Linked DNA regions of Mus musculus: region 1 is linked to region 2. A link is a contact called in public promoter capture Hi-C data. All regions are on one chromosome and are shown on one strand. The core of a region is the stretch at or near the end of the contact, and the rest is flanking DNA. Distances in the headings are between cores, read along the strand shown. Region 1 holds the start of Dach1 (dachshund family transcription factor 1). Region 2 overlaps Dach1 (dachshund family transcription factor 1).

Region 1 (4,241 bases), core at 68-2,567, 90 kb after region 2:
CCAGGGCGACAGAAGGTTTCCCCTCCGCTCTTTACCTGGCGTTGGTGCAGTCATTGTAGAGGGTCTCGAAGTCCTTCCTGGAGATGAGTTTGCAGCGGTTCACTCCGGGCTGGATGGCCCCCAGTCCCCTCAGGATGCGAACCTGTTCCACATTGCACACCACCGGCGTGATCTCCAACCGCTTCAGCTTGGTGTAGACGGTGTGCAAGCCCCCCACCAAGTGCTTCAGGAACAGGTCGAAAGCCTGGGGCAGGCAGATCAGCTCGCAGCCCTCCACCGTAAAGGAAGCCACTTTGGCCCCTCTCAGATCCACCATTTTGCACTCATTATTCTGGGGGGTGTTTTCCACTGGGGACGGGGTTGAGTACACGGGTTTCCCAGGGAGGGGGCCGCAGCTGCTGCTGCTACTGCTGCTGCTGCTGCTACTGCTGCTGCTGCTGCTACTGCTGCTGCTGCTGCTGCTACTGCTGCTGCTGCCGGTGCTCGCGGTGATGGGGGTGCTGGAGGCGCCGCCGCCGCCAGCGCTAACGCCGCCGCCGCTGCTCCCGGCCGCCAGGCTGGGGTTGCAGTTGCTCCCGCCGCCGCCTCCGTTGCCGCCGCTGCCACCGCCGCCTCCGCTGCCGCCGCCGCCGCCACCAGGAGAGGTGACTGTGGCCGCGGCTGAAGAAGAAGCAGAAGAGGCAATGGGCTCCGGCCGGAACAGAGTTGGCCCAGACGACGCCGGGGGTCCGATGGATGGAGCCGGAGACGAGGTCGCCGAGGAGGTGGAGGTGGTGGTGCCCGAGGAGGAAGCAGAAGTAGAGATCGGGGGTTGAGGGGGGACCAGCTGGGTCGGAGGGATCAAAGCCGCCGGCACTGCCATGGTCACATATAAGGGGAAACAGAAGGAGGAGAAGCGAGGGGGAAAAGTTGCCACACACCCCCCAAAGGGGAAGGGGGAGAAAGGGGGACAAGGATCGAGGTGGGGGGGGGGGCAGAGACAACAAGCACTCTAGGAAGGAACCTTAGTTGGAGAGAGGGAGAGAAGAGGAGAAAAAGGAGGTGAGGTTAAGAAAGAGCGAGCGCAGGAGGGGCGAGCGCGAGAGGCGCTCGAGAGAGAAACGCACAAAAGTGTCCCGCAAGTCGAAATGCGAGTCCTCTCTCGGGGCTGGGATCGCGGGCTGCTCTTGGGGGGGGAGAGGCGGGGGTGGGGCGGGGAGGGTCGGCTGGTGGTGTGTGGGTCCCGCTCTAGCACAAAGTTAAGGATGAAGGTGAAAAGGAGGAGGGTTGAGGGACTTGGGTTCTCCCTGGCAAGTACATTGATCAAAGATTGAGAGGGGAATGACAGAGAGAAAATGAGCTGAAAGTGCAGGCTGCCGGCTGGACGAGTTGTTGTTGTCACACGGTGCGGAGGGGAGGAGCTCCGGATACTTGAAATACCCTTTGAAGCCGCGAAAACCTCACTCACTAGTATTAACCCAAATTATCCAACCAGGAACTCGGAGCACAGACTCCAAGAGCGCGAGACCGAGGAAAGGGGGTGGGTAGAAAACGGGAGTGGGGGGGGAGGGTACGGAGGAAAAGGGTGGGAGGAAAGCCCTAGAAAAGCCGGGGCCCAAGAGTGGTGCTCAGAGAGAGGGAGAGAAAGCTGGTCATCTACTTCTCTCGCGCTGCTACCGTTACATCCCCTGCCACCTCCTCTGTGGCTTTGAAGGAGAAGACTCTTAGCTCCCACCCACCCACCCACCCCAAAAAGGTTCTGAGCAAACGCCTCATGACTGAAAGAGCGGCGGTGCCGCTGCCAGCTCACCTTCAAGGATTTAGGTTCACACACACACACACACACACACACACACACGCGCGCGCGGGGCATTTGTGCAAGCAGTTACAAAAGGAAACATCCCCAGCTCATGACTGTTGGGCAATTATTATTATTATTATTATTATTATTATTATTATTATTATTATTATTATTATTATTATAGGAAAATTCACATGTAAGCAGTGTGGACTATTTTGTGTATCTGACGGGTTTTTTTTCTATATCAAAAATGTTTATATAAAGATAAAGAAGAGTTTTCAAGCTGCGGGAAGAAAGTCACTTAAGAATAATGGGTGCTCCTGATCCTAGTAGACAGGGATACAGTGGATTAAAACAACTTCCCTTTCACCTCCAGAGATTGGTCAGGGATGACTTCTTTATCTAGAAATTTCTAAAGAGATCAGCTGTCCTTGAAGATTAGAAAGTAGAATACAAAAACACACTGATGTTTCTTACCCAAAACTCTAATTAATTCACCTGGTCTTGCACAGTAATCAACTCTCATTTCTCCTTCAGTACCCGAGGAGAGTCGAAAGTGTGTTATTTAAGTCACACAATAATTATTGGGTTCCTTTCATATTTGGAAAGTCCTGCTATGTTTTGGGAACTTCGTTTTTGCTTTCTCAGTGAGAATGTGTTTGTAAAGAATGAAATAGAAACTAAGCCTCCTGGTTGACTTGTAAACACAGAAGGCAGAAGGGAATAGTGGTTTGGGGCTGCATGAGGGGAGTAAGACACTCATTTTCTCCTCCTGTCTTCTCTAACTTGTTGCACAGCGATGTTTTTTCCGGGATGTTTGACCAGCATAGAATTTGAGCATAGGTCCTGTGTGTTTGTTGCTTATATCTCTAGGAATCTGGAGTAGTTAGGCATTGAACCTGTCTACACATGTCTAAAGATTTCATAAGATGTGAGGAGGCAGCATATGACAGATTTAAGAAATAAACTATTATAACAGGCTTGTTGATTTGAGAAATGTTAGGATGTTATTTTTGCCATTTAGGTATTGAAATTATCACTTTTGTCTTTATCTTTTTAAATCCACTGAACTCTGAAGTTTATTGTCTAAGTATATAGGAATCCGTTAAAGTGAAATATGACACTATTGTCTTATTACTCTTTTATGCTAAACTTTGAGGCACAATACTTGCATTGGAAGGCTTTCTTACAGTGTAAGAATTTTTTAAAAATTGAATAAAAGTATATAAACTTCTACAAAGATAGATGAAGCTTTCACAGCTGTTTGCCCCAGTGTGTTATAATGAGGTGAGGTTTAATAATTTTTGAATCATCAAACCTATTCTTAACTAAAAGCATAGATTCAGTATATACCACAAATATCAAAATATATTTTAGAAATATTGCCAATTTTTAAAATGTCAAATTGCTGCATTTGTGAAATACAACACTGTGGAAAGTGCTAAACTCTAAAAGAAAAAAAAACTAATTTATTTGTGAATGCCATTCCTAACTTCAATAAAATCTAGTGTGCTTTTTAAATGGTAAATTATGGAATGTTTCAATTATTGGTACCACAAATAGAAACGGCCAGTTATAAGTGGGCAAAGCCTGACCTTACCATTCTCATTCTTATGTTTCCTTAAACTATCACTCATCCAAAATCTGCCACACTCTGAAGAAGCAACAAACAGGAAGAGAAGCAGTGATGCATAGCTATAATTCCACCCTGCTTCCAGCCAACTTCAAATGTTCTGCAGGGAAACAAGGGCTCCATGCACGGGCTTCACTTAGAAGCAAAGCCCCTGTACCTATATGTGACTCCTCCCCTCCCCCCACCTCAGGTTTCTGAACCTTTTGAAGGAACCACCACTTGTTCCTTCCAAACAATAGGGTTTGTAAAGTCAAAGGTTGCAAAATAAAATGTACCGGAAAGAGAACGCCTGGAAAAGCATACTGCTTTTATCTCTTTCTTTCCTATTCTTGGAGAAATTCTTTCCTGCGATGAAGAAGTCAAACCGTGTTTAACACAGCACATAGATCAACTTAAGAAAGATTTCAAATTCCCCATTGAATCTTTCGCATGGAAAGCTTTTGTCCTGTTTATTGTTTTACAGGTCTTGGTTTTTAAGATGCTCTCCATCCATCTACTCTTTCCTAACCTTCATTCAATTTGAATAAGCAAAACTCAAAGTACTGTAACTGATATTAGAAAATTCTCCCTATGTTTTGTGGAGACGTATTGTGCTGAAATCAATAAGACTGTTTAAAATTCAAAGACCTGCAAATCGTTCTGTTTGTCCTTTGATAGGGCCTATGCTGATTAAAATGCTACCAAGAAAGCTTAATTGCTGCACTAATTAAGAAGTCTTTAATTTCTTTCTTAGGATATCGTTTGAAGCTTAGCTTGTACAGTTCAGGGAAGGTATTTTCTTCCCTCCTTCTGCCCTCTTCTGGCCCCTCCCCTCCCCTCCCCCTCCTC
Region 2 (4,673 bases), core at 262-2,761:
TGACAAGTATTTTGCAGAAATTGTTAGTTAGGCCATTTGTTAAAATTTTACATTTGCAGTTTCTAATGTTTCTTAGACTACAGAGAAGTGCTAAGTGATATATAAAAACTGTTAGTCATACAAAGTTTCAGGGCTGAGGAAGGAGGGAGGCAGAGCAGTTGTTGTTATCTCCTGCCTTCAGATAAAACTATACTTGTAAACAACTCCCATTTTCACACAGTGAGAGACTCTATTTCTCAATGGTTAATTAGTTTATCAGTGGTAAATTAAAATATCATATTACTTAGCAATTAAAGTATAATATTTAATACTACTTATTGGAAAATGCTACTATTAAAAGTGATTTACTCACCTAATGTGGTGTGTTATCCACATAATTATTGAGAAAATTTTTTCAGAAAAAAATTCTATGACGTTTCATTAAAATTTTAAGATTTCAAATATCTACATTTTCACTATTATGTGAAGAATCTAAGTTCTGGTATTGTGAGGAGTGAGTCAGTAGGGGAATGAAACACATAAGAATATAAGGAGAATCTGAATGCTCACATAATAAAAATTAATCATAGTGAATTGCTTTGGGGAGAATCATACACTTGACCCACATTGAAGACTGAAATATTAATCCCTTTCTGTGACAGAGATCAAGCTTCCGAGTGGCTTTTTATCCTCCTCATAATAGAAGCAACAGTTGTAAACCATAATGTTATAGTTCAAACAATGCCCCCCCTAAGACTTCAAATTTATTATAGCATTCATCTCCAAGACAAAAGACCTGGTGGAGGAAAAAGCTCTTTTTAGCAAAAAGCATGGTTGTTATTTATGGCTCAGATGCAAAGAATGAGTTTGGGGAATTTATCAGAGATGAAGGTATGAAATGTTTTAGCTTGTTCTCTCTCTAATCCATAAACCATTTTCTCAGCCACCCAAGTGAATTCTAATGGAACAAGAATGATGAAATAATATTTTCCTAGCCCTTTAACACTTTTTCTTCTGTATAACTTTCAGTGGGATAGAAAGAATATGGCATTTTAAAAGATAACATAAGAAGGATTTAAACAGCACTTTGCAATAAATATGATTTAGCCCCACAGGCAAAATTTAGCATTTTTAACCACTTAAACTTTTATATATTTAATTCTGTATACTCCTGTTATTACTGCTATTGGTCTTATTATGTCTATCATAATCAGCATTTCAGAATGTTATTTTCTCAATACAGTAATTCCCAAAGTGTAAGCATCATGACTGCCTCTAAAACCCTGATAATTTCATCATTGATGCTCAACCCATTTAAATATTTTTAACCAGGAGCTACATATTATTCATTGTCGCTCTTCTTGAAATAATACTTGCCATCATCTAAACAAAATAACTTATAACTCACTTAGTTTTCTTCCTTTCTGTCTGAAAGAGTACAAATGTAAATAAAAAGGTCCAGGAGCCGGAATGTAGTTTAGTAAGTGATCAGATTGTTTGCATATGTTGAGCAGGCCCTGCATTGAAAGAGGAGAGGAATTGAGGGGATGGAAACTTTAGAGGAGAAAGGAGAGGAAGGCTAGTCCCTTAATGTCCAGCCGAGGAGAGCCCCCATGTAAGTGGAAAAAGTTGTGATATACTTCAATATCATGAATAAGCTATTCATCATTGTAACATAGATTTTTCTAAGATGAAAAGAAAATAGTCGATAAATGTGATTGGAAAAATATAAACTACATTGTTTTTTCCTTCAAGAAATAAGATGCTTATATAGTTTATTTTCTTATAAAATTTCTGTGCTCCCTGCATTCAGTAAGCCAACTATACAGGTGTCATTTTTTTCTTTTCTAATTGAATATGGACAGGCTCTCTCTCAGAAGAAAATAAAGCAGCTAGAACAAAATATAGAATAGACTGTAATCCATAATCCTTTCCTGATCATTCTTTGGTTTGTATGATATTACTTCTATTGTGGACCAAATTTCTTTTAAATCGTTCAAACAACTCAGGAAAGTGTGGACTCTATTGAGAGAGTTTTTAACATTTAATTTATGGAACTTGGAAGAATGGACTGATGTGTTATTTGAAGCCTCCCCTTTTTATTGAACTTTTCTGAGTGTGAGGGGAACCATTTAATCTTGCTACTGTAAAGCTTTTGCTTACCCTTCTGCAGTAGGATACTTTATCTTGACCTAGGAACACGAGTTAATTTGTTTCTATGAAGACGCGCTTCAGTTATTTTGGTTGGATTAATGCATTTCAACTTAGCATTCACAAGGAAATGTGAAAAGCAATCAGTAAAACCCTGCGGGATTGTTTAAGGCTAAGATAGACAAGAAATCCGGAGTCCGTGAAAGGGGGCAGCAACTTTGACATGTGCATTTAACATCACCCCTATAGCTCCAAATATCTTCACAAGGCCTTCTACAGCTGATACACTCTAAACAAAATATTTAACCTGAACTTCATTTCAGTAGACACAATTGGTAGAAGTGATTCTTTTCCACTTAGCACACACAGTTGTGCTTCGGAAAATAGTGGTTCTTGAATCTTTGTGGAATCAAAACACCTGTGGAACATATTTAAAGATCCTTGCTTTCAGGCTCCGTCAAGTGTGACACTCAGTACTTCTAAAATTAGACCAAAGAAGTACAGTGTTGATTACTGCCAGGCTCTTCAATGGATAATAGTGTACATTTGGTGAGAGTCATTATTTTTTTTCTGAAAAACAGGAGATATTGGCATACAGTTTTTGGTTTTGTTAATAAATGCAATAAAAGATACGTTTGAATTATCAAAATAACTTGGTTTGAATGCTCTTGTGAAAACTTATTCTTTGTATTTTAGGCATAAAATGGACAGTTCTTACAGGCTATTACAATTTTAACATTTTTACGGAAGAAATGACTCTTTGGAAGTATTCCAGAACAAATATATAAGATACTGATTGGAACTTGTAAGAGGCCTATGCATAAAGGCCTTTAACAAAAAAGCGAATGACTTAAAAGAAAGAAAATTAGGAGCCTAAATTTTTACTATCCATTCTTTTCTGCAGACAATATTCTTTTTCCTCTACAGGAAATGGCAAGCTATAATACATTATGCTTTGGAGTTCTAATCAGAAATCTATAAACAATGTACAACTTACAAATGTCCTTCAGTGTGTTAGAATACTTTTAACACAGCTTTAAAATTTTAAATCAATGTCATTCAGTCCGTATTATTTATCTTCCATTTCTCCATATTTTAAATGTCACTGTGTCATATTAAGCAATAAAAAGTTTAAAAGACTGTAACCTGAACCTAGCGAAATGCATTTGCATTGCTGGGCCTGAAATCCTGGCCACTTTATGTTTTCAGTAGAAGAACGTCTTGCTCTGAGCCTTTCCTTTCTTACTCCCTTGTCACAATGAACTTCCCATCTTCAGGTTGGTGAACAGCTTAACAAACCACAGTGCTCTTTGAAGTCCATTCTAACAGTAAACTAATGAAATGTCCACCATTTGCCAGCTGAAGGCTCTACCATTTCTTTTAAAAAGTGTTCTCGTGTGTGCGTGTGTGTGTGTCTATATATACACTGGCCTATATAGTCTGTCCTAACATGGTGCAGTTTTCTTCCTGTCAAGGCTGCAGTAAAGGAAAGAGGTGCTCGAGGATGAAGCAATGTTATGAGAAATGATGCTGGAGATGGGACCCAGGAAACTTGAGCTTCAAAAGCATGTATTTTACCACTCAGCTATATAGCAAGACCTCAGTGACTTCTCTATGTACCTAGGTACAGAATTCAGCTCAATTACGTAAGGGGCATTATTATGAGAAAACTATTCCAAAATGTGGTTAAGTGATAAATGTGATTTATCTTTTAAAATGTCCCCCAATCAATATTATCATTAACTTTTATCTCAGAGATAATATAAGTTCATGTTAAATAAGACTACCAAATTTCATGTACTAGTGACTCAGGATGCAGCCGTTTACAGCATAGAGAGTACCAGTATCATATGGATTTTTTTTTGTGTGAGAACATTATTTTTGCTATAACCCTATTCTCATTAGAATGGAATTTGTGTTAACTTCCGTGTACTAGGACTTACTAATAGGATTGCTAGCAATTATTATACTGAAATGAAATCAGCACAAACTATTAGATCTGTTTAAACAAGTTAAAAATAAACCTTGATTAAATGTTCTTTTATAAGAAGCTGCTCATTAGGGCTACATGGCCTTCAGAAAAATTGCTGTTTCATTAACATCAAAGAATGGACTGAGTTTAAACTTGCTCAACTAAAAAGGAAGGTAGAATATAAAGCTTAAAATATTTTGGATAGTGAGACTTTAGAAATAATCTTTATCTTAGTTCTTTGTTTAGTCAGTATAAAAAAATAAACCATAAGAATGAGAAGGATGAACATCAAGGATTACAAAGAACATTATCAAAAGAAGCAAAAATATTTATTCTGAACAATATGTTGAAATACAAGCCAGACTTGTAATAGTCACTTGGGCATTTAAATGCAAATACATTTACCAATTTAAGCATTCTTGTATTTATTTCTTAAAAATTTATCAGTAACTCTTAAAGCAGAGGAGAGCTTGTAGCACTTTATAGGGTACTCTAGAAGGAAGTATCACAATCCAGACACGGACGTAAACTGTCATTCGTTAAAGTAAATCAGTGTGGATTTTGGGCCTAA

Evidence for each region. Promoter capture Hi-C pulls out the DNA fragments that hold promoters and counts their contacts.
Region 1: a contact with region 2 is called in a promoter capture Hi-C map of second pharyngeal arch cranial neural crest, with 4 times the contacts expected there. The contact joins the promoter of Dach1 here to the enhancer-like site in region 2. A contact is called at or near these places in 4 of 39 promoter capture datasets (cranial neural crest, neutrophils, pre-B cells and 1 more), 8 of 484 Hi-C or Micro-C datasets (the AML12 cell line, bone marrow, embryonic stem cells and 4 more), 8 of 115 datasets of contacts at active chromatin or transcription factors (bone marrow-derived macrophages, embryonic forebrain, embryonic hindbrain and 4 more) and 3 of 9 other capture datasets (adipose tissue, liver and pancreatic islet).

What each region holds. Positions count from the first base shown.
Region 1 is chr14:98,168,448-98,172,688 of GRCm38.p6, forward strand. Dach1 (dachshund family transcription factor 1) reads right to left here and starts at 1,318. Exons shown (of 12, transcript NM_007826.3): 1 at 36-1,318. The coding sequence starts at 862. Gm33583 (a long non-coding RNA gene) reads left to right here and starts at 1,457. Exons shown (of 2, transcript XR_003951195.1): 1 at 1,457-1,519.
Region 2 is chr14:98,078,035-98,082,707 of GRCm38.p6, forward strand. The region is part of intron 1 of Dach1 (dachshund family transcription factor 1); the gene reads right to left. Among named protein-coding and RNA genes, the nearest start is that of Dach1, 89 kb to the right of the region's middle. Within about 2 kb of position 1,512, at least 3 of the 459 cell types and tissues checked have an H3K27ac peak or open chromatin away from gene starts, as enhancers often do. A contact at or near this core is called in kidney and second pharyngeal arch cranial neural crest, where this site is marked.